2 separate regions of the Zea mays genome follow, and region 2 is linked to region 1. The links are chromatin contacts, called in public Hi-C maps. All regions are on one chromosome and are shown on one strand. Each heading gives the region's core, a stretch centred on a gene start, on an enhancer-like site or on the middle of the called end of the contact. The rest is flanking DNA. Distances are from core to core; before and after follow the strand shown. Region 1 holds the start of LOC100272558 (alpha/beta-Hydrolases superfamily protein). Region 2 holds the start of LOC100281191 (oxidoreductase, 2OG-Fe oxygenase family protein).

Region 1 (4,939 bases), core at 889-3,388:
AAATATTCCAATAGCTATTACGAGTTGACCTATCTGAGTCGCTGAAGTACCACTCGTCACTCACATCCGGGCAGTAGAACTCCTCTTCGTCGACAGATGGTTCAGTAACTGTTGGAGGGGTCGAAGGAGATGTCGGTTGAACACTTATGTCATCCCCCTCGTACTTAGCAATTTCAGGAAAAGCTTGGACTTTTGCCTCTAAGGCATCTTGGTGAAGCAAATCAAGTTTTTCTTTCATGGCAAAGAGGGTTCTAGCTAATATCTCTTCGTCATGCATGTGGTCTAATGCATGATCTACTAATCCACGAAGGGATTTTGTGGCATCCTCGGCACAGTCGACAAGTACTTTAACCAAAGACTTCATGGTGTCTTCTTTCGAGGATGTCATTCGTAACTGTGCTGCAAAGAATAATAAATGAACAAACACTACGATTTCCTTATGAACCAAACAGGCGGAACGAATTCAGAACAGGCCTACATATTTATCAATGATGTTGCATGCAACAAGTAAAGATTTCAATTGTACTAGTCATATTCAACCATGGAACATAACATAATTATATTAGTATAAGACTGGAATTGTTATGACAGGTAAGGCCAACTTATGGGAATTAGGAATACCATAAATCTGACAAGTTCGATATATTGTTGTATCATGTGCTCATGGACTAGAAATAGAAGCAATGCACTCATTGTCCAGCACTAACAGATGTTTGATGTCAGTCTTGTATATAACAGTTAAGGAAATAAATAACAAACAATGCACTCCATGTAAGAAACAAACAATGCTTTAATGCGAGGGTTGAACAAAACATTGTAGGATACAAAAAACAAGGTATGTACTCCATGCAAGCACAAACATAATGAACATAATAAATAACTGTCTGCTCAAACCATATCTTGCAAAAGAAAACTTAATGTTAATGGGAAGATATGCACAATACTACAACACAATTAATTTAGGGTTATACACAATACTACAACAGAAATAAAGAAGTTGTTGTATGAATATAGAAACCTACTATATGAAGGTGGACAATTGTTTAGTTTCGTCCACTCGTATACAAGGGTGACAAACAAATTGGGGGGTAGTACAGCAACACAATGAGGGTTCCCATAGACCTCACACTATGAATGAACTTGAGGCATACTAAGTTCAGAAGTAATGCCCCCTCTGATTATGTCAATGAGAGTTTTAGAACGCATAATAAACAATGAACATTACACTGAGTTGGTTGAATTAACACATTGTTGGGCACCCAACTATTATCACTCTACTACATTTTATAAAAATGACCTGTTGTTGTGGACAGTGGTCATCCTAAATTAATTGGAGACGACTAGAGTTGAAGCCAGTATGCAAGCAACTTCGTAGTTTAGGGATTACAAATTTATGGCAGGTGAAAAACCTGACGCCCGAATTGTAAGCACAACCAAAATTAGTTGGACCAAGTTTGAAATACATTAACCGGGTCAGTACCTTAGAAGTGTGAAACCCTAATAGGCAGAGCAGATCCGCGGAAATGAGTGAACTGGGGATTCATCGGTTGTTTGCGGATGAAATATCTTACGGTTCAAAGGATAACTGGATTGCCGTATTAAAAAGATGTTGAAAGATGTGCGGAAGAGTAACATAATCATTACGGGTCCAAGGGCGTACCTCAAGATCCGAAGATTTGGGCGGTAATAAGACGATTCGAACTGCTGGATTGGGGATCCGATGCTGGAGTCGATGGTCGGACGGTGAAAGCAACCAAGTAGTGGCGACGAACCTGGAGGGAGCCGGATTTGCGCCCTCTTCGTCTTCGGTCTTGAACGGAGCACCTTGCTGACCACCTCGGCTTCGTCGTCCACAGCTCCGACGCGGACCGGCTCCCTAGCGCGCCCGAATCGCCGTCGCCTCGTCGCGAATCGCCGAAACGCAGTCGCCTCGAACAGGAGAGAAGACGACCGCGAAGCTTCCGGTCCGTGCCGCGGGCGGATTCTTCCGCGCGAAGAAGTGGAGGGGGAGTGCACAGTGACGCCCTGCATCTGGCGTGAGAGAGAAGAGGGCGGCGGCGAGGGGAGGCGGATAGCGGTGACCGCTGCGGCGGTAAGGGGTGAACAGTACCCCCTATAGCGTGCACAGTGATAGGGGAGGGGGTGCGAAGGGGGGAGCGCTGCAGATAGTCTCAAGTCCGCTTCCTGTGCTGGTCCGCCGTCGCTCTCTGTTCGCCGTCCGCCGTGCCGTCCATCCGCCCCGCTCCACGCAGCTTGGGAATAACGGATCGCCGCTCGCTATCCCTCGACCTCGGTAGAAAGTTCCAAACGACCACGACGTCCTCTTGGTCTCCCGCTGTCATCAGTCCGCAATTCCGCATTTCTATTGTCCTTTTTCCGTCGCATCCGTTTCGTCTCTTTGCTCGCATCTGGCCTCAAGCCCCTCAGGCCTCAGCTCACCACCACGAACCAACCGACAGAAAGAGGGACGAATGGCGAGCTCTCAGTGCTGCGATAACCCGCCGGCCCTGAACCCGGCCTGCGGGGAGGGCAAGGTCGTCGACAGCTTCGGCGGGCTCAAGGCCTACGTCGCCGGCCCCGAGGACTCCAAGGCCGCCGTCGTCCTCGTCGCCGACGTCTTCGGTATGTGCTTCGTTTTCCTTCGAATCTGCTTCCCCTCGAGATCTTTCGCTTGGGGTATGTATGACGCGTCTTACAAGTAAAAGCCTTTCTCCTCTTGCAGGATTCGAAGCGCCGATTATGAGGTATCACACTATCACTCCGTGTGACGGACTCCCCCCTGACCCCTTATGTTCTTTATCACCATCATCATTTTTTTTCACAAACGCCCTTGCATCGATAGATCTGTAGAATCACTAGGATTGATTGAGATGAATCGTGGTGGATTTTTAGGGGATATCTGATATCAATGACAGGTGATTATGTGCTGCTAGTCTAGATTGCTAGGAAAAACTGTATTATTTTGCTCGACTTCCTAGTTAAACACTGAATAGTGGTGAAACTTGTAATTTTTTTTGATCAGTTGCTTTATCCAATTCAGGGTCTATGCCAATGGGTGTTAGGCCATCTCCAGGAGACCGTGTAAAAGGTCGTGTAAAGTACTGTTTTGCACTGTAAATTGCACTTTCTGCATAGTTAAGTTTAAAATAGGGGTGAAATAGTGAGTCTGCTGGAGATAGTCTCATACTCTCTATTTTGAATGACTCTATTTTGAATGAGCACAAAGGGCGAGAAATGAGCTTCAATCAGCCTTCTCTATTTATAGATGAATTAGGGATATTTTTTAAGATTTTTATTGAACCTTTTGAAGTTAAAACAGTAAAAAATGGCTAGTTCTAAACTGCTAATACACGTGGTGCTGATGTGGGGGTGATATCGCCCCCTATCACCGGGCAATGGGAGAGCAGCCCTGCCCCCCGAAACCCATGTATTGGATCTTGGGAACATTCTTCCTGGGGGTGAAATAGTGAGTACTGCCCGGACGAACCAGCCTTAAACACCACCTCCTGCTAGTTCTGGAAGTTTGTTGCGACAAGATGGAAAGTTTTGTGAATCAGATCACAGTACAACAACTATTCACGGTTCACTACTACTCCTAAGTTCCAAATTGTAAGAGTAAGTTGTTTCAGTATTTCTAGATACATAGTATATCAATAGCCGTGTACCTAGAAAAGGCAGAATGACCTACAATTTGGAGTGGAGTAGTAAATAGCCTACCTATATAAGCTAAATATTACTTCATATATTACATGTGCATTCTTCCTGTGTGTTTTTGCAAATGGAACATTGAGTTATTATTCAAAAACTTTGGAACTGGACGACGTCTGCTCTTACTGTGTTGTATTTTTAGAATGGTTCCCAAGATCCAATACTGAAGTTTAATGATGATCTCTGGTCGTGTTCTCTTTAAACGCTACCAAATTTTATCATAATCACTAGTGTCTCCTGGAAACGTATTTTGATTGTATTTTCTTGTCTTATCTCATGAAGGAAGATAGCCGACAAGGTTGCTTCGTCAGGGTACTTTGTTGTGGTACCAGATTTGTTTCATGGGGATCCTTATGCACCTGAGAATGTTGAGAAGCCCTTTCCTGTGTGGATAAAGTCACATACTCCGGTTTGTTGTCCCCTGCCCCTTCCCTGAAATATTCTTGTAAATATTTGGCTGTACCTTGTTTCTATTCATGATGATTCATATCGATCAGATGGATAGACCTAGTGCCGGTGGCTCCCATATGAGTGGGGTTTGGGTAAGGAATAACCAAGGCAAACCTTCTCCCTGCATTTTTGCAGAGAGGTTGCGTCGAACCCAGGATTTTTGGCTTAGTGGAAAGACTTTTCACCACTGCGCTAGGCCTGTCCTTCTCATGGTTCAGATCAGATGAGAAATAAAAATTAAGGAGATAATGAAGAAGTTATTAGGTGGTTGAAGAATGTTTTAAACTCCTAACTGTCAATATCCAGATGACGCTAAACATGATCTTCTAACAGGATGCATTATATTGGCAGTCAAACTACTGTCTGTAAATGTTACTGCCAAGTAACAATATATCTGATGAGTATGATCCTTCTCATTTAAACTGGACTAAAAGTAGAATTCCGTACCTGCATACATACTGTTCACTGACAGTATGTTCTTTATGGTGCCATGATTTTACATCTCTGGTTCCAAATCTGAATTTCTTATAGTTAGTGTATTTGTGCGCCTGCGTGATAAATGATGATATGAGACAAGCTATATTGCAATAGTTAAGAAGGCTATTCTAAGCACGTTTGTACTTTGGTATTCTTATTTTCTCTTAGGTCCCGTTTGTTTCGTTAGAATTGAATTCCATTTTAATAATTATAATTTAGACAAAACTAATTAAGTTCATATATTTATATATGTAATATATTTGTATATTATCCTAAATCATATGAGAGAGATAGTTATATACTA
Region 2 (4,939 bases), core at 1,635-4,134, 190 kb after region 1:
TAGAAACTATAGCATGATTGGAGGGGAAAAAGTGTCCTCCTCGATATATGAATATATATGATAAAGAGGAGAGCGCATAGACGAGATTCGCCAAAGCTGAAAGAAGTGAACACGGGCATTGTAGTATAGATATGTAGGTGCACCGTGCACGAACCGAATGAAAGCAGGGACCAGCTCACCAGCAGCAGTATACATGTTCAATTATTGGGCAAGGACAGGTATAAAAAGATGATACTCCAGTAACCCGCTCTACTTATATCATTCTCTCCTTTTTCTTTTTAGCTTTCGCAATGGTCCATCGCACGCACAAGAAACACACGAATTTTTTTCCATCTACTTTCATTTTAAAAAAGAAAGTCATAGTCCATCGGTTGGGAGTTTTGGGAGAGGACGACTGAAATCTTCTAAAATCGAGACGGGTTGCAAAAAGATAAGCTGACTAACAACAGCAACATGTGGACAAAGCTTGGAACATGATGGCATCATGCCATCATCAATGGACAGCGCATACACCAGCGACGCTGTTGTAACCCAATAATCAATTCAGTGGTACAGCTCGATCGTTCATGTGCAAAGAAATTCAGGAAACTCCCAAAAGTTGTCCGGTCTCCAGTCCCTACGCCACACCTACACTGACGGCCGCGCTATCGGCTGAATACTCGACGGGAGCCGCCACGGTCCACCACCTTCAGCAACATGGCGTCCGGAGACAAGAAGTTCTTTCGCGAAACCCAGCAGACGGGACCCCTCAGAGAGTCACAGTACATTCGGCTGATTGGCCGGGGTTCCGCGAGACAGTCGCCCACGGCCCACGGGCGACCACATGTGCGCCCGGGCTGCCGGGGGCGGCTTCGGCTGATCCAATCGGCGCGGCACCAGATACAGACTCCTATGGCACCCGGAAACCGATATGGGGCCAGGTCGTCGGTCTCCCGGTGGTGGCGTGGTGCGGGTTCATGTGGATCCATTAACTCGAGTTACTCCAGAGGCACGCAGCTGCAGAGCTCGAGTTCAAGGCTGGCATCCGTGTGGTGTGGGTGTGGCACTCACCGACCGACCGCTCGCTCCATCAAGTGAGGAGTCACAAGTTCCGTCGAGGCCAACCGTGTGTGTGCCAAGTCCTGCGCCGATCGATCTGAGAGCGACACATGGGCAGCAATATTCTAAAGCCACGCCCAATTTGCAGACAGAGCAACAGCCAAACGCAGCACCGCTGCACACTTGCACGAACCAGACCTAACCATGCCGGAATGCCCAATCGCAACGATGGATTCGAGGCCGCTGGCCGCCCTCGGCCAGACGGGTCGGGCGGAGGCGCCCGAGCGCCCATAGCTGCACTGCACGTTTAATAAATAAACTACTCCTACGCCAACATCATTAATCGGCGATGCAGCTACAGTAAACGCATCGCGTAATTACAAGAGGCCGCCGTACTGCCACCGGTACTTTTCCGCGGGACCAGGGCAGGGCAAAAGGGTGGCCGCGTGGAGGCGGATCAAGCCGGAAAAGGAGGTAAATAAAACGCCGTCGGAGGAAAAGCATTAGGGTTTTTCCACTCCCGCGACCCGTGATCCCTTTTCACGGGTACTACCTTCTCCGACGGCCAGGATTGACCGAGAGGATGGTGACTCGTTGGACAATGGACATGGACACGAAGAAGAATTATTGGACCTCCGCTCCAATTTTCCACTAACCACCAGAAGAAATGGACCCGTGCGCCATCTCCATTCCCATTTCACATGAACCAATGCTCCTGTGCAGCTTTAAGCAATAGTGCCATGATTAAGCGTAATCTGGAAGCTTGTTAACCTCCTGAATCGAAAACATAAATAGAATTCCCAAAAAAGACATTACTCATCCCGTTATAGTTAGGCCCAAAAGGTAGGAGATTACTAAGGGAAAAAACTTGCGGAGGAAGCCACACCTGGCTACCGGATCCAAAAGTTACGAAGTGGCCGAAATTTTATTTTGACAATTTTAGGAACTCTGCTCTACACGGGTGCGGGCGTTGGCTAAGGAAACGACGATGTCTTCGGCAAATTCGAATGCGGAACGGGATGCAGCAGGCAGGGTAATTAATTGACACGAGCACGGGAGGATTTAATTTGCCGGTCGAGAGTGTTTGTACTTACGTCCGTCTGCGACGGTGTCATCTTCGGTGGAGGGGGGCTTCCGCTCCGACGAATCTCCCGATGAATCAACTTCCACGTCCGGCTCGTGGTACTCCACGGCGCCGTCAGCCAGCTCGGCCGCCGGTGCCGGATCCTGCTCGTGCTCCTGCTCGGGTTCGGGCTCAGCCTCAGCCTCAGCCTCAGCCTCTTCCATGGGCTCGTGGATCACCGTGGACGCGGCCTCCTCGGAGTAGCAGCAGGACCCTGCGGCGGCGCGGGCGTCCGCAACTCGGCGCAGCTCGGCGGCGACGTCCGCGACGGGGTAGAACTTCTGCATGTGGAGGACGGGGAACCAGTTGGCGCGGCGGCGGTGGATCGCGGCGAAGACGGGATCGTACTCGGGCCCGCCGCCGCCGATCTGCGCCAGGTGGCCGCACAGCGCGTCAATCATGGCGTTCGCGGCCGCGAACTCGCCGCGGAACCAGCCGATCACCGCGTCCCTGGCCGCCACCTCGGGCGCCGCGGGAACCCCAGCCGCGGCGGCCGAGCCCACCGGCAACCCCGGCATGCCGGCCGCCGTCGTCATCGCTCCCGCGATCGCCTGCCCACGCTCGTGACAGCCCTGCCTCTCTCTCACTCGCTCACTCTACCGCCCCACGACCGAGTTCCCTACGCCACTCGTCTACCTCCCCAACCCCTCTTCTCTCGTAATGGCGTTGGTTCAACTCGACCCGTTGGCTTGGTTGGCCCTGGCAAAACAGAGGAAGACGATGCGGGTCGCTGGCTCGCCCGGGGCGCTCGTATAAATACCTCGGCGGGTGCCCGGTGCCAGCCCCAGGCGGGTGACGTGGCGGCGTGCCGGAGCCTAGCGGGCGCGGATCCGGCGTAGAGGTTGAATTGCGGTTAGTTAAAAGGTCCGGGTCGCTTTTATGCCTGCGGCCTACGGGCTACGACGGGGGAGGCGGGCAACTGGGGCGCGTCGCGTGCGGACCGCTCGCGCCACCCACCGGCCGGACCGCCGGAGCTCCTGAGTGGCTGAGTCCTGAGGGTGGCAGCGTCACTCGCGTCACCATACACCCGGACCCGACCTTGGGGCGCATGCCGTGCGGCGCGGCCGAGTCGTGGGGCCCACGGCAAGGTGGCTTAGGCCATATATGCCTTATCTGTGCGTTCGTGGGCGCAGTCTGCTGGACCACGAATGATCCTGGCCGTCCGCTTCCAGAGCCCCACACGGACATGTCCGGCTCCCTTTCACAGCCCGGTTACGATTTTTTTTTTCTTTCGGAATGATAGATGCTAGCGATGTATCGTGGACTGTGTGGCTACATTCCAAATGAGGCCTTGTTCGGTTATTCCCAATACACATGGATTGGATGGAATTGGAAAAAATGAAGAAGAAGTTTGACTTGTTTGGGATTCAAACTCATCCAATCCCACTCAATCCACATGGATTGAGAGCTAACCGAACAAGCCCTGACGTGGAGGGCGTTGAGGAAGTGAAGATGACACGGGATGCTGTAACGCGCGTAGAGACAAATCAATCCTTGGGACGTTGTTGAACGGACCAGAGAAAAGCAATTGGAGTTGGAGCCACGACTGATTAGATAGATGATCTTGTAGGTGCGGTTCCTCAGAGCGTGGTCAGACGGTGGAAGCGTATGACCAACCTCTTGGATTGATAATAAGAATACAAATTGTAAAACTGTGTAGCATAGTTATAACTACTTTACGCCTTATTGTTTCAGCTGCAGTTTTAGGACTTTTGTCTTAAAAAAAGGCTAGGTTTCTGACTTTTTTTTGCTAATGGCTTTAACCGATATATTTTTTATTTGGCTTCTAGGTGTTTGATTCAGCTATTGAGTTTTTCAATAAAATTTTAGCTTCTAGGTTACACCAAATCTAGAAAAGTTTTTTTAGTGTGTTTTTCAGCATTTGCAGGGTGTGTGACATTGAGAAACATTCTAAATTCTCAGTATATAATCATTACAACCTAGATTAAAACGAGAACCTAAAGGGTGTGATTGGATGCCTAGTCGCGCGTGTCCAAGCCCTCCGCGTCCTATTGACTGTGCTTCACCGGTGATTGGTGGGTTGCACGCGCCAAGGTTAGCCCGCACGGGCGGATGCAACCCCGACATTTTTTGGCCTCTGCGTGCACGCGTGCAGATATGGGGAGGGAGGTTCCCTACCCGTCTAGACCGCCGCGAGCCCAGCACTGTTGAGCCCAGCTATAGATGGCAATGAGTACCCCCGAAATCCGACACTCGATGGGTTTTTAACCTATTAGGGTATGGTTTTGGGTCAATCTTCGTACCCATGAGTTTCTTAATGGGCATAAATCTATACCCGACGGGTTCATGTGTATGTGTTTGTTCCTATAGTACTCAAACTCGCGAACCCGTGGGTTTTTTAAACTCGACCGAACCTAGTGCATATTGTCATTTTATTTTATAAACGAACAACAAACTTGTTATCTCCCTATTTACTTCCTAATTTTTATCAAATGAGAATGTATAGGTAGTTGGTGAGAGTGTTGATTGCTTGCTATTATAGTTTATACTAGCATTATATATGTGGTGGATGGATAATTTAGTGCAATGTCACTTAATTATACAACTTATTATTTGTATTTCATTCTCTCCACTAATGATTTTTATACCAAATCATGAACTCGTTGTTCATCACATAAATTTTGGACCACGATCTCATTAATCATTACGGTATTTATTGATTATGAGAAGAACAATCATATTGGAGATGAAACCCGCGGCTAACCCGATGGGTATGGGTTTGGGCCAAAAAATTCAAACACGGTATGAGTACAATTT

The links. Hi-C and Micro-C count contacts between places; a contact is called where the count stands out from the background.
Region 2: a contact with region 1 is called in a Hi-C map of ear, with 1.5 times the contacts expected there. The contact joins the promoter of LOC100281191 here to the promoter of LOC100272558 in region 1.

What each region holds. Positions count from the first base shown.
Region 1 is chr6:156,216,273-156,221,211 of Zm-B73-REFERENCE-NAM-5.0, forward strand. LOC100272558 (alpha/beta-Hydrolases superfamily protein) reads left to right here and starts at 2,139. Exons shown (of 7, transcript NM_001147025.1): 1 at 2,139-2,622; 2 at 2,723-2,744; 3 at 3,991-4,117. The coding sequence starts at 2,472. LOC103630335 (protein ALP1-like) reads left to right here. Exons shown (of 2, transcript XM_008651398.3): 2 at 1-1,442. LOC103631514 reads right to left here and starts at 2,049. Exons shown (of 2, transcript XM_008652407.3): 1 at 1-2,049.
Region 2 is chr6:156,404,276-156,409,214 of Zm-B73-REFERENCE-NAM-5.0, forward strand. It overlaps LOC100281191 (oxidoreductase, 2OG-Fe oxygenase family protein), which reads right to left and starts at 2,885. Exons shown (of 7, transcript NM_001361084.1): 1 at 2,133-2,885. The coding sequence starts at 2,697.